2 separate regions of the Danio rerio genome follow, and region 2 is linked to region 1. Evidence: chromatin contacts called from public HiCAR-type data. All regions are on one chromosome and are shown on one strand. Each heading gives the region's core, a stretch centred on a gene start, on an enhancer-like site or on the middle of the called end of the contact. The rest is flanking DNA. Distances are from core to core; before and after follow the strand shown.

Region 1 (6,850 bases), core at 1,687-4,186:
AATCCATATGAATAAAGCAGTTTAAATCTATGTCCTGAAAAGAAATGATTGCTGTATGTGATTGCTTAGTGAAAATAAACAGAAGTTAACCACACCTTCTTTTAAATTTTGGTGTACACCAATTCCTTAAAATCAAAACTGCAGTTGTGTGTGGCTTTTAGTCCATGTTTGCCACCTCAAAAATATACAAATCAGACTTTATTTTTAAATTTAGTCTTAATTTTAATGGCATAGTTCACCCAAAATTGAAAATTGACAACATTTACTAACCCTTTACTTGTTCCAAACTTCTTTGACTTTCTTTCTTGTGTTGAACAAAAAAAAAATATTTTTTTTAAAAAGCTGGATGCCAGAAACCATTAACATCCTTAAGAAAATTAAATAGTTTGTCAATGTTTTCTGGTTTACATCTTTCTTCAAAATATCTTATTTTGTGTTCAACAGAAGAAAGAAAGTCAAGGAGGTTTGGAACACTTTTTTTTTCTTCGTTTTTGGGTGAACTATACCTTTAAGTGGAAAAATAGATGAATAATTAAATACACTAAAACACTGAAATTACCATTTGGATGTGCCAAATCTTACTTCAGTTAAACAAAGAGAAAACTGAAGTCATTGCATTTGGGAACAGTAATGAGGTTCTCAAGGTGAATGCGTACCTTGGCTCTAAGGATCAAACAATAAAAAAATAAGGTCAAGAATCTTGGTGTGATTCTGGAGTCAGATCTGAATTTTAATAGTCATGTCAAAGCAGTTAGTAAATCAGCATACTATCATCTCAAAAACATTGCAAGAATTAGATGCTTTGTTTCCAGTGGGGACTTAGCAACTTGTTCATGCTTTTATCAGCAGCAGGTTGGATTGCTGTATTGACTTCCTCATGGGCCTACCCAAAAAAATAGTGAGACAGTTGCAGCTCATCCAGAGCACTGCTGCCAGGATTCTGACCAGAACCAGAAAATCTGAGCACATCAAATGTTTCCTCAGGTCTTTACACTGGCTCACAGTTACATTCAGAATAGATTTTAAAGTAATATTACTTGTCTATAAATCACTAAATGGCATAGGACCTTAATACAATACAGATATGCTCACTGAATACAACCCTAATAGATCCCTCAGACCTTTAGGATCATATAAACAAAAAGCAGGGAGAATTAGCCTTGCATTCCTGTTCCAGAAATGATCATATGTGCTCCAATATTAGGTACATTCAAATTAAGGCTTAGGGAGTGCTCACACCATGCTATTCGAACCATGCCCAAGCCCGTTTCCCAGATTGTTTGAGAAGTGTAAGTGCTCTAAATCGGGCTCAGGCACGGTTCACTTGGCCGGCCCTGGCCCGGTTGGAAGAGGTGTGCCAGATCGCTGTTCACTTGGGCTTTGGCGCGGTATGCTTGTAGTTTGAGTGCAAAGTGTGCCTGAGCCCGAAACTGAAGACGAGACGTGACTTTTCATTAATCATTCTTACCGTTTAATAAAAGGAAACCGTGGTAGATTATTAAAGAAGCAAACCCCACACTGCACCACAGCTGCACCTTTAGCAAACCTCCTCATTACTGCAGCACAAGGACTTTATGATTGTTTTTAAGAGTCAAAAGTGGCTGATCTGTTCGGCAAAATATTTGACTGCATGATACTGCATCCCAAATGACTAAAACAATATAACTAGAGAAATCTCCACTGTGCTGAGTGAAATCGCTTACTGAACAGCGCATCATCGATGGCGCAAGCCTGCCCAGGCCCAAATGTAATGTGAGTGCAGGCCGTCGGGGGAGATGGGAGAGAGGACAAGTGTGCTTCGGCCCAATTCAAGGCACCTGTATATAGTGTGAGTACACCCTCAAACACATCTGTTTAGCTGTGCTTATAGTGAATGAGCACTGCGCCAAGTCTGACAGATCACACTATCATGTCCTTTTTTATTATTATGTACCTGTTTTAACACGTTTAATCAGTTTTTAATCACTGTTATTATTTGTTTTTATTTTCTTACACTTGTCTTTTTTATTATTGTTTATGTAAAGCACTTTGAATTGCCACTGTGTATGAAATGTGCTAAATAAATAAACTTGCCTTGCCTTAAAACAGAACATTTTTTATCTGATAACATCCGACAGGCAATTACAAACAGCAAAAAAGAAAAAAATATGGCAAATGATCATAAATCCAATGCTGCAAATTTGATTTAATAATAAAACAAAAACTTTATGTAAATAAATCAAAATGAAAATATAGTAATAATAACCCATTCACTTAGTCTACCTCTTGTAAATTAAAAGTACTTTAAATTGATTTCATATAACATAGAAACATATTGATTACTGCACAAACATCTGCTATAATATAATTAAACATGTATCATTTAGTCAGAGCTCGGCAGGGGCTCAATGGACCATATGCCAACCAGCCGAACTTTGACCCCTCCATTTTTTTCTAGCTGTGAAGTGCACCAAATAGCACTCCCGCGGTACAAGCAAGTCATTCAATATGTCCTGACCCAACTTCCTGTTACAAAGGGGAATTTTCCAAAACCAGATTGTAAACAACACTCAAACCAACTACATATAAGCCAAGTTTTCTACAAAAACAGAAAAGCATCCAAAAAGAGTTCAAACAGACTGAGCATCCTATTTAGGGGAGGATAATAGTCATTAAAGTTGTCTGAATGCAAAACACTCCATGGCCTTATTAGGTTTCATTTTCTCAGTGTACAGAAAAAATATCCTCGCTTTATCTTTCGGTTTGATAGTGAAATATGACACAGACAAGGTCTTTGTGTAGTGATCTGTGAACCACAGCAGAGGAGAGCTCATCTCAATGGCAGACGCTACTGCAGCAGCACCAATTACACCTCTATTACAGGGAGTCTGCCATGCAGGGAGAGCAGGAAATGAGGCAGGAAGTGTGCTGTAGGCTACAGAAGAAGACAGCAGGGGAAGCGGACACAGACAGACAGAGGAATGTGCCTGTATGCCAGAATACTGCTGTGTGCTGCTCAGTTCAAGTGCACAGTGAGCACTGATTTTTACATTTGAGGGAGAGTGTTATTCAACAGAGATACATTCATGTGGAGTAATACAGCAAAGATCAATATATACTGTAAATACTTCCCAGAATTTCACGTTACAGTAATTTTTCAGAGAAAATTACATTAGTACCACTTTACAGGACTTAACAGTGAAATATGTTGTATTCAGAATTTTATTGTGGCATTAAGGCATGCAGTATGATTACAGCAAATTACTGTAAAAATCTTTTTTTTGTATACCTTTTGCACATTAGTTAATTTAAAACAGAAATGAATTCAAGGCTCATTAATGTTATAATTTAATTTGAGTTTTCAGCTTTAGCAAGTTTAGTTAAAGCTATATGATTTTGGAACAATCTGATCTTGCAATATTTTGTTTTTCTGCGATATTTATTTCAATATGAGTGTAATCATTTAACCAGGTGACTTAAATAGCTCAATTTGGAAAGAACTCATAACTGTATATTGAATGGGATGACTTCATAGGCCAGATAATCTTTTTTGTGAGTCTAACTGTATATTAGAGTCCAAGTTGAATTATCAAATGCAAGCGAATAAAATGTCATAGTCTTCATTGTACAAAAGTTAAATGCAATATATTTTTATTGTTAGAAATTCTAGAAAACACACTATTAAGATTAAGCTTTACATTCACTCAACAATATAGTTCTTGGTCAGCTATGATTCCACTCAAATTACCAGAGTAATGAATAAACTGAAGCTGAACTTGACATTGCAGATCCTGCGATGTGACTATTGCGAATGATCACATTGCAATATTGATGCTGAAATGATACTGTATATTGTGTGGCCCTAGCTTTTCATATCATTTGAAGTGATATTGTATATTCATTTTTTTTTCTTTATTGATATTATAAAGATTAATAAACATCTCATGATGTAATAATTATTTTTATTTTTACTTTAACTTCTACATTTTATTCGTTCTTATATTAATTTGTTTTCATTTCGGCAATTATAAAAAAAGTCTCACTGTATGGGGATTTGGGATTGTTTACAATATAATCATATGTTGCATTCTCTGTGTTGAACAAAAATTGCAATAATAAAAACAGTTGTTCACAAAAAAAAAAAACATTACAATGGTTTAGTTATTATAGTTAGAGGAGTTGAACATTGAGATATGAGAAACAACTGTACTTAATAGATCAAAAGTTCAGTGAACGAAAAATTGTGTTGTATTAAGCTAAACTCAAACTTGTGGCAGATGTGGCAAATTTTTAGTTCACAGAACATATGGCTTCAGACTGAACCAAAACAAAAATGCTTAAATGACCATTATTCTGTGCATTTTTGTAATGCAATTAAGGGTGTAATGGTACATTCTTCCTGAACCGTCATGGCACGATGCTAACGGTCCAGTTTACGCACTCTCAGGACAAGTACTGCACAGTCAGTGTGCTGTCACTGGAGTTGAGTATATCAGTGCCTCAAATCAAAAGCCATTAACAAAGAACCTGATTTGCGTCTGAAAACGAAACAAATTTTTGAATCGTGTTTTAAATCGATGAATTGAATTTGTGTGCTTTTGAATCAAGCTTTAAATTAACGAATTGGGTTTTGTGTACTTTTAATTTGTGTTTTGACTTGGCGAATTATGTGCATTCACGACTTATAAATTAGATTTTGTAAATGTGAATTGTGTTGCGGAGGTATGAGTTATATTTTGTAAAGGCATTATTTTTTTAGGCAGATCTGGCTCCCTACTCGCATGTTATAACACCTTCACTAATAATTAAATAATTGAGAATTATCCAAAAGATAGCGTTAGATGTAAGAACTGGAGCTCTGACAGGGACTTGACAGTATTAAATGGCTGAAAATGGTTGCGAGTGCAATATATAAATCGCAGGTGCCCACAATTTAGTTTGTGATCATATCTCGGTTCTGTTGATATGAAATCCAAAAAAAGCTTGAAACAGATGGAAATATAACCGGTTTGTGCTGCGTTTCTGTGGATATGCCAGTATAGGTGCCATTACTGCCCATTTTTTATTTGCCTGCCAGGTCTCTCCACAGGACCCGTTTTTGAAAACTATCAGTAGTATTAGATATTCCTACTACTGACGTAAATGGTTATAGGTTTCTTCAATAAATCTTCAATCCAACCCAACTCAAATTTGGAACAAGTAAAGGATGAGTTTATAATGACAGATTTTTCCATTTGTGGGTGAACTATATCTATTTTGGCTTCAGAATCCAGACCTTGCAACAAATATCTAGTGGATATCATTTTTCAGAATAGAACTGAAGTGAAGTGTGGTCACAGGTGTGGGTATAACAGCATTGAGTGTGACTCATTCAATCTGATCTCTTTTTTTAATGGTTTTTAAATCATGTTGCTTCATGTAAGGCCTAAGGGGGTGTACGCACAGGAGATGTTATTAAATTCAAATACAGCTAGACAGAGTGTGGTGAAATGGAACAGAAAGCAGGGGTCCTGAGACGCGTACTATTTTTAACTCGCATCAACCTAAAACAGCAAGACATCCATCTGATGCACATACTGTATAGAGCAGTCACAGAACCCAGACTCACTGGAAATATGTAATTTCATTTTTATTTATCCTTTCATTTGGTGGTTTGTAGTACATATCATGGTAGTTTAGAAATGAAACGTCCACTGAATGAATGGTGCTAAAAGATTAATAGCATTTAAAATATATACTAAACTTCCCCTAAATCTAAATGATCTAAACAAGAATGAGCTAAAACAAACACACACACACATTTGCTCACTCAATAAACTGCACTTGTTTACAAATCATGCATTATGGATGTAAAAGTGTTTTGAGCCCTTATCGGTGTTGTGTGAAACTGCAGTGAAATGCATGTGTTAAAGCGTGGGTGGAGTAATTGTTATTCAGTGTAATGACACAGGCTTTGATTTTGACATTACATCTTTATTATATTATTTAACTTATTTGACTTTTATTTAGTTTTCTTGGCATGGTCAATAAGTGTTAGCAGTGTTCTACTAAAAAGACTAGATGTTATTATTATTATTATTATTATTATTCTATCTTCTTTTTTAAATAAATGTTCATATTTGCAAAATATATTTGTGTGTACTGTGTATATTTTTGTATATATAAATGTATGCATGACTATATTGTTTGTTTTTATATATAAATAATATATATAATTAGTGTGAATGAGTGTGTATGGACCCAGTGATGGGTTACAGCTGGAATGGCATCCACTGCATAAAACATATGCTGGATAAGTTGGCGGTTCATTCCACTGTGGCAACCCCAGATTAATAAAGGGACTAAGCCAAAAAGAAACTGAATTAATTAATTAATCATGTCCAAGATAAAGGTTTACTGTTACATAATATTTATTTTCTATAATCTGCTCAAGCATATATTTATAAACACAAAAATTTATACAGTACGTACAAATAAATTTTGTAAATTTGAACTTTTACTTTGAATGCGATTAATCGTGTGACAGCACTACTATATATATATATATATATATATATATATATATATATATATATATATATAAATATAATATATATATATTATATATATAATACAAATTAGATACAAGTATAAATAAATGTAAATATTAGTGTTTATTTGTGTCTGTGTATTTACTCATAAATAAAACATGTATATTCACATATACAGTTGAAGTCAGAATTATTAGTCGCCTGATTTTTTCCCCCCAATTTCTGTTTAACAGAGAGAATATTTTTTCAACACGTTTATAAACATAATAGTTTTAATAACTTATCACTAATAACTGATTTATTTTATCTTTGCCATGATGATAAATAAATTATATTTTACT
Region 2 (6,850 bases), core at 1,345-3,844, 260 kb before region 1:
TGGTGTCATGTCTTATGAGGGTTGAAGCGTCAGCAGCATTAGCGACTCGTGTTATTAAGAAGCTCCGGCAACTCTCGCTGGATTTACTCCTCAGTATCAACGCACACACATTACACAGACTGAAAGACACTGTGGAGAAACCTAATAAACATTCGTTTGGCTCCTTATAGTTCGTTTTATAAGTTCAATCACTTTTAAGCTACACATAGGCTATTTGTTACAGGGTTATGTAGCAGTGTATGAAAAATAATATCTTGCTTAAAAATTAAGGGGCAGTTTTAAAGTGTACTGCAATGAGGAAAATATCAGTATTTTAAGAGCAACATTTTTAAATTTCAATTGTGCATTCATTTAGTTATTCATAATCACAATGGTTGCTGAAAATACATTTCCAGCTTGATTTTAATTTGATATTGGTATGTTGAAACTAATTAAACAGCAAAATGTAAATACATTTTACAAAAATGAAAAATACTAGATAGATAGATAGATAGATAGATAGATAGATAGATAGATAGATAGATAGATAGATAGATAGATAGATAGATAGATAGATAGATAGATAGATAGATAGATAGATAGATAGATAGATAGATAGATAGATAGATAGATAGATAGATAGATAGATAGATAAAATAATATAGTGTGGCCTGAAATCAATGTTTATCATAATTTAAAAAGAAAGTGAAAAACAACAGTACATCTTTGAATTAGAAACTTTTGTAACATTAAATGACTTTAAATGAATTATTTTAAAGTGCATCCAGTCTGAATAAAACTATATATTTGGAGTTTGGTGATTAACAGAAATAAAATTTAAAAAGCATGTTTTTAATAGCTTAAACTAATTCTAGATCACCCAAGAATGAAAGACTGTCATAATTCACTCACCTGCACATTACAAACCTCTGAAGGATTGCTGAACACAAAACATACAGTTGAAGTCTGAATTATTAGACCCCTTGTTTATTTTAGTACCCTATTTCTGTTCAACAAAGAGAAGATTTTTTCAACACATTTCTAAACATAATAGTTTTAATAACTCCTTTCTAATAACTGATTTATTTTATCTTTGCCATGATGACAATTAATAACATTTGACTAGATATTTTTCAAGACACTTCTATACAGCTTAAAGTGACATTTAAAGGCTTAACTAGTTTAATTAAGTTAACTAGGCAGGTTAGGGTAATTAGGAAAGTTATTGTATAACGATGATTTGTTCAGTAGGCTATCGAGAAAATAAATAGCTTAAAGGGGCTAATAATTGTATCCTTAAAATAGTGTCTAAAAAATTTAAAACTGTTTTTTATTCTAGCTGAAATAAAACAAATAAGACTTTCTCCAGAAAAAAAAATATAATCAGAAATATTGTGAAAATTTCCTTGCTCAGTTAAATATCATTTTGGAAACATTTAAAAGAGAAAAGAAAAAGAAAAAAAAACAAAGGGCGGCTAATAATTCTGACTTCAACTGTATGTTTTGTGTTCAGCAATCCTTCAGAGGTTTGTAATGTGCAATTGTATGTTGGGTATACTATTATACTACAACACACCTTTTACTGAAGCAAATACTAAACTATACTACAATATTTTTTAATTAACTGAAATTAATACTAACATTCTCTGTAGCATTTATTAACAGTTGCAAATGCCATAATATCTAGAGTATAATTCACATTACTATAGTAATAGTTCAGAATGTGAAAAATGCTAAGCTGATAGTAACCATTGACTTCCATTGCATTTCCCAACCATTAGTCAGTGTTTACTACCACAATACACTACAGTTTACTGAAGCAAAAAGTAAATTACACTACAGAATTTAAGTTAACTGCAGTTAATACAAGTATTATATGTAGCATTCATTAACAGAGTTGCAAATACCATTTTATATATATATATATATATATATATATATATATATATATATATATATATATATATATATATATATATATATATATATATATAAATTAATACGTACGCTCGCACACACAAACAGTATAATACTTTACTATAGAAATGGTTCAAAATCACTATAGTATTTACAATAAAGTACTGCAGTTTGTGTTAAAACAAAGCATTGTGAAAAATGCTAAGCTTATGGAAACCATTGACTTCCATTGCATTTTTCCAACTATTAGAGTCAGTATTTACTATCAACACCTTGGTTAATTGCCTTCAAAATGTAATTTTTTTGTGTGTGTGTCCCTTTACAATTGCACATTAAAAACACATCTGTAAGTGCCCAGCAAACACGCAAACACACACACACACACACACACACACACACACACACACACACACACACACTATATCACATTTGAGTTGTTAACTGATGAAAAAAACCCAACCACTCTCGACTTAGCATGTGATCAACGCATTGTAGCCTCACCGGACACGGGTGCGACAGGTCCTGCTGCTGTAACCATGGGGGCGTCTCTGTAGCTCGGGCCCCTCCGCTGAAGGAGCCTCAGAACTGGCAGCGTATATAGTGCATCCCATTAAATCCCAGATGTCCGATGCAGACTTGCTAAGCAGCGAGAGGAAAAGTGTACTTCCATGCCCTTGCAGGATATCAGAGGAAAAGTCATTGCCTCAGCATCTCCCTGCCTCCATCGCAACCCTCCCCCTTCTCAGAGCAGCGATAATCAGATTTTACATTTACACTCCACAAAAACATCCCCGCATAATCTCCGCCGCTCCATCACTATGCACATAAAAAGACCCTTTTGTTGCACACAAAGACCTTCACATTAGCTCTTACTGTGCGAATACTCTAGTGATTGAGAACAATTACCCTTCCAGGCATTCATATGACTGCCTAACAGAATTAGAGCAATAAGGGAAGTGAATTAAAATGCTAGGAATCTGGAATTTTCATGCATCCAACATATTTCACCGTACGGCATCTGGCATATTTAGAGCAATTCTTTGAGGCCATATTATTGATTTCTAATGCCACCATTAGGGAAATCTTTGAAATAGCAGAACATTGTTTGGATATACCATGGAAATTAATTTGATAAATAGGAATCCTTATATGAATTTGATAAATATGAAAGTGCTTGTACAATCTGTGTTGAATTGGCTGTAAATTGGGTTAATTCATAAATGGGTTTTTAATAAAATCATTTTTAGAAATCATAAAATGGTGTAGAAAGGGAATAAAGTAAACAAATGTGGTAAGAAATCGGTGGCACAGTGGGTGTGAGTGTCCTCTAGTGGTGTAAATTGATCTTACAGTGTTTTTTATTAAAGGGATAGTTCACTCAAAGTTGAAAATTCTACCAAAAGGTTTCAGAACTTTGAGTTTTTTGAACACAAAAGAAGATATTATGAAGAATGATGTAAACATGTAACCATTGACTTCCATAGTTTGAAACATAAATACTATAGAAGTCAATAGTTACAGGTTTTCAACACTCTTCAAAAGTTTCCATTGTGTTTAACAAAAGAGAGAAACTCTGTATCACTTTATTTTGATTAGAGCTGCTCGATTTTGAGAAAAATCATAATCACGATTATTTTGGTCATAATTGTAATCACGATTTTTCAAAACACTTATCAATTGAAGTCAAAATTATTAGCGCCCCTGAGAACTTTTTTTTCAAATAAATATTTCCCAAATGATGTTTAACAGAGCAAGGAATTTTTGCAGCATTTCCTCTAATATTTTTTCTTCTGGTGAACGGCTTATTTATTTATTTATTTTTGGCTAGAATAAAAGCAGGTTTAAATATTTTGAATCCTATTTTAAGGTCAATATTATTAGCCCACTTAAGCAATATATTTTGATTATCTGCAGAAGAAACTGTTATACAATGACTTGCCTAATTACCCTAATTAAGCCTTTGAATCGCACTTTGAATCTGAATGCTTGTAGTTTGAAAAATATCTAGTAAAATATTATGTACTGTCATCATAGCAAGGACAAAAGAAATGATTTATTAGAAATGAGTGATTAAAACTATTATGTTCAGAAATAAGTTGAAAAAAACTTTCCATTAAACAGAAATTGGGGGAAAAGGGCTGCTAATATTCAGGAGGGCTAATAATTCTGACTTTAACTGCATACAGTTATTTTTCACTCTGCAAAGGAAAGAGAAATAAATACAATAGAATAAAAATATGAAACAAACTGTGCTTTAAGCATCTTCACTGTAGTAAAAACACTTTAGCTACAAAATTCTTCAGTCAAGAGCAGTGAGGGATTTTCTCCTTTTGTTTTTTGATTAATAATGATGGAAACAGGCGGCAGGAGGAACATTGTGCGCTGTCACTTAAATGGTTTCTCTTTCGCATGTCTTTTGATTCACAACTCATTTGTTTATTACACAAATGAGTGTTAATATGAATAATCACCAAACACCGTGTTTTGACTTCTATTTGACCATTAAAATGCTCACATTAAGATGACTTTAGATGTGTGCACTCTGCTCATCTCAGTGTGCGAATGAAAACGAATGCTGACCGCATGCTTCTGACTGTGCGTGCACCCAACACACAGAAGCATGCGGTCTTTCGTGCTTTTAAGAGCAACAAATGTGTACAACTGGAAAAGCGGCGGTATATGATGCAATAATCGTTTATCTTGATTAATGCATTTTCATAATCGTTAGAAGCCAAAATCCAAATCAGATTTTCGATTTATTGCACAGCCCTAATTTTGATGGTCCCTTTAATGCATTTTGTTAAATTTCAGTTACATTGCATCTACATGCCAACTTATTCTCAATAGATTATAGGTGGACTGTTAGGTTGGGGTTAGGGTAAAGTCTGGTTTTTACTTCTGCATCGAATGATTGGAGTGACCCACGGCACCAGCCTGGCACATAACCGTGCATTTATACTTCAGCGTGCTGTTTGTGTTGCTCTGCACTTCTGAAACATTAGCTGGCAGTAGGTTGTGTTATGCTCCTTTGTAACAAGTTTCTTCGTGAGTCGTTTGTTTTTATTCTTATATTTTAGTGAAACAGTTTCAAAACTTGAAGTTTAACTCTGAGTTTATTATGTCTGAGAGATTACTGCAAATCCACTACACATCTATACGGATTTACTGTATTCAAAAAGCAATAAATGTAGTTAAACTGACATGCAGTGCTTAATTTGTGAATTGCGAGGTCCTGGAACAGATTAAGGTAAGGGATCCGGCATACCCGAGGATGGCGCACGAAAGTGGGGAGCGGGCTGGGTGGGGGGTGTGGTGGACGACAGTGAAGTGGGTTGAGGAGGGGGATCGGTAAAATTAGGTGCCGGATCCAGATCCGATGTGTTCCAGCATAAATTAAGCCCTGCTGACATGCATAAATAAAGTGTAATATGCTAATTGACGTTTGACAATCTGGTGATATTTAGTGACGTTCCAGGCAGAGCTTAGCGTCTTTTCATTGAAAATAGTTGGCAACATTGGTGAGAACCGGTAGATGTGCAACAACTTCAATCGTACAGTAAGTAGGCCCACACGGAAACTGTGCACGCAGACAGCTGCAGACTTTCAGCCCATCATTGAGTCTATTTATTCAGTTGTGTGTAAATTTATATTTATTTAGCTTTTAAACTAATTTCAGGAATATTACTGACTAATATAAAAATGTTCATACGATTTACTTACAATACAGTTAGTAAAGAAACAATTCTGTGTCTTAGTAGATACAGTATATAGAGATTTATTACATGGGAGACTTGCTTTATTTGCCAAATAAATGGATCTAATAGGATTTGTATTGCAAACATTAAATAAAAGTTAAATGTATCATCTTTTATTCAACATAAAGTTTTTAGTTACAATACACCCAAAATCATTCAGACCAAATCCACATATTTTACAATATTCTGCGCAAAAATCTGTCCGCAGATTCTGTCTGGCGCTAATAAGGTAAATACAAAACATCTGGAGCTCCTTCACAGACTCGACACTTGTAAGCACTCGCTCCATTGGGCTCACGACTCTCAGCACTGCCCACACTAAGCACAGCTACCAAGCTGACCAATCACAGAGCTTGTGCTATGCGTCGTTCCGACACATAGTTTTTTGAAATGTGCGATTTATCGTTGGCGTCAGCTATATTGAGGGCTCTGCGACCGCGTGAAGGCTGCGCCAAAACAACATGCGCGGGCTTGACACAGAAATATAAACTAGCCTTTAGTGTAAGTTAAAATGTACTTGCAAAGTTTCCTAGAGTCAGATAAATGTCTGTTGAAGGAGCAGTATCATATTATGTAGACAGTCTACTAATACTTAAATGAGAAGTAATTAGCATGTAGTCAACATAATGTGCAATAGGCACAATTAAAATAAAGTGTTACCACAAACTCAAACAGGTTTGGAACAAATGAAGAATGAGTAAAAGATCAGAGAATTTACATTTCTGGGTGAACTATCCCTTTAAAAAGACAACAGATGACTAAAATGGAAACAAACAGAGCGAAGCAAGGAAAGATGTGATTGTCTCATAAAAAGATTTATTTTTTTTTGCCTAAATGTACAAAGGCAAGTTACAGTATTGTATAAAAAAAAGAAACGTGGTAATGTACACTTTACATAAGAGAACAGTCCGAGAAAGAACAGGAGGAATTGGGTGATACAGCCAAAAATATTCCAAACAAAGCCATTAAAAAAAATGTAAACATTCTTTAAGTACCAGGGCCTGACACTTGGTGATAATAAATTGTCTTTCGAGAGACGCTTGGGATGAAGCGCGACAGGAAAGGGTTGGTAGTCTGTAGTGAAAATGACGCAAAAGCATGCAAGAGTGCACTGCATCCTCTTTCCAAATCAAATCAAAGTGTGTTGACGGAGCACCATTTAAAACTAAACGCACAGACAACTTTCACGACCTTTACTG

The links. HiCAR-type assays count read pairs that join an accessible place to other places.
Region 2: a contact with region 1 is called in a HiCAR-type map of caudal fin, with 16 times the contacts expected there. The contact joins the promoter of gramd2aa here to the enhancer-like site in region 1. A contact is called at or near these places in 12 of 18 Hi-C or Micro-C datasets (caudal fin, embryo, fibroblasts and 4 more) and 2 of 4 datasets of contacts at active chromatin or transcription factors (caudal fin and gastrula embryo).

What each region holds. Positions count from the first base shown.
Region 1 is chr7:68,224,392-68,231,241 of GRCz12tu, reverse strand. All of the region lies in intron 11 of trip4 (thyroid hormone receptor interactor 4), which reads right to left. Among named protein-coding and RNA genes, the nearest start is that of trip4, 20 kb to the right of the region's middle. Within about 2 kb of position 2,936, at least 14 of the 62 cell types and tissues checked have an H3K27ac peak or open chromatin away from gene starts, as enhancers often do. A contact at or near this core is called in caudal fin, gastrula embryo and skeletal muscle, where this site is marked.
Region 2 is chr7:68,488,339-68,495,188 of GRCz12tu, reverse strand. gramd2aa (GRAM domain containing 2Aa) reads right to left here and starts at 2,594. Exons shown (of 12, transcript XM_005166601.5): 1 at 2,398-2,594. The coding sequence starts at 2,507. znf609b (zinc finger protein 609b) reads right to left here. Exons shown (of 9, transcript NM_001030081.2): 9 at 6,448-6,850.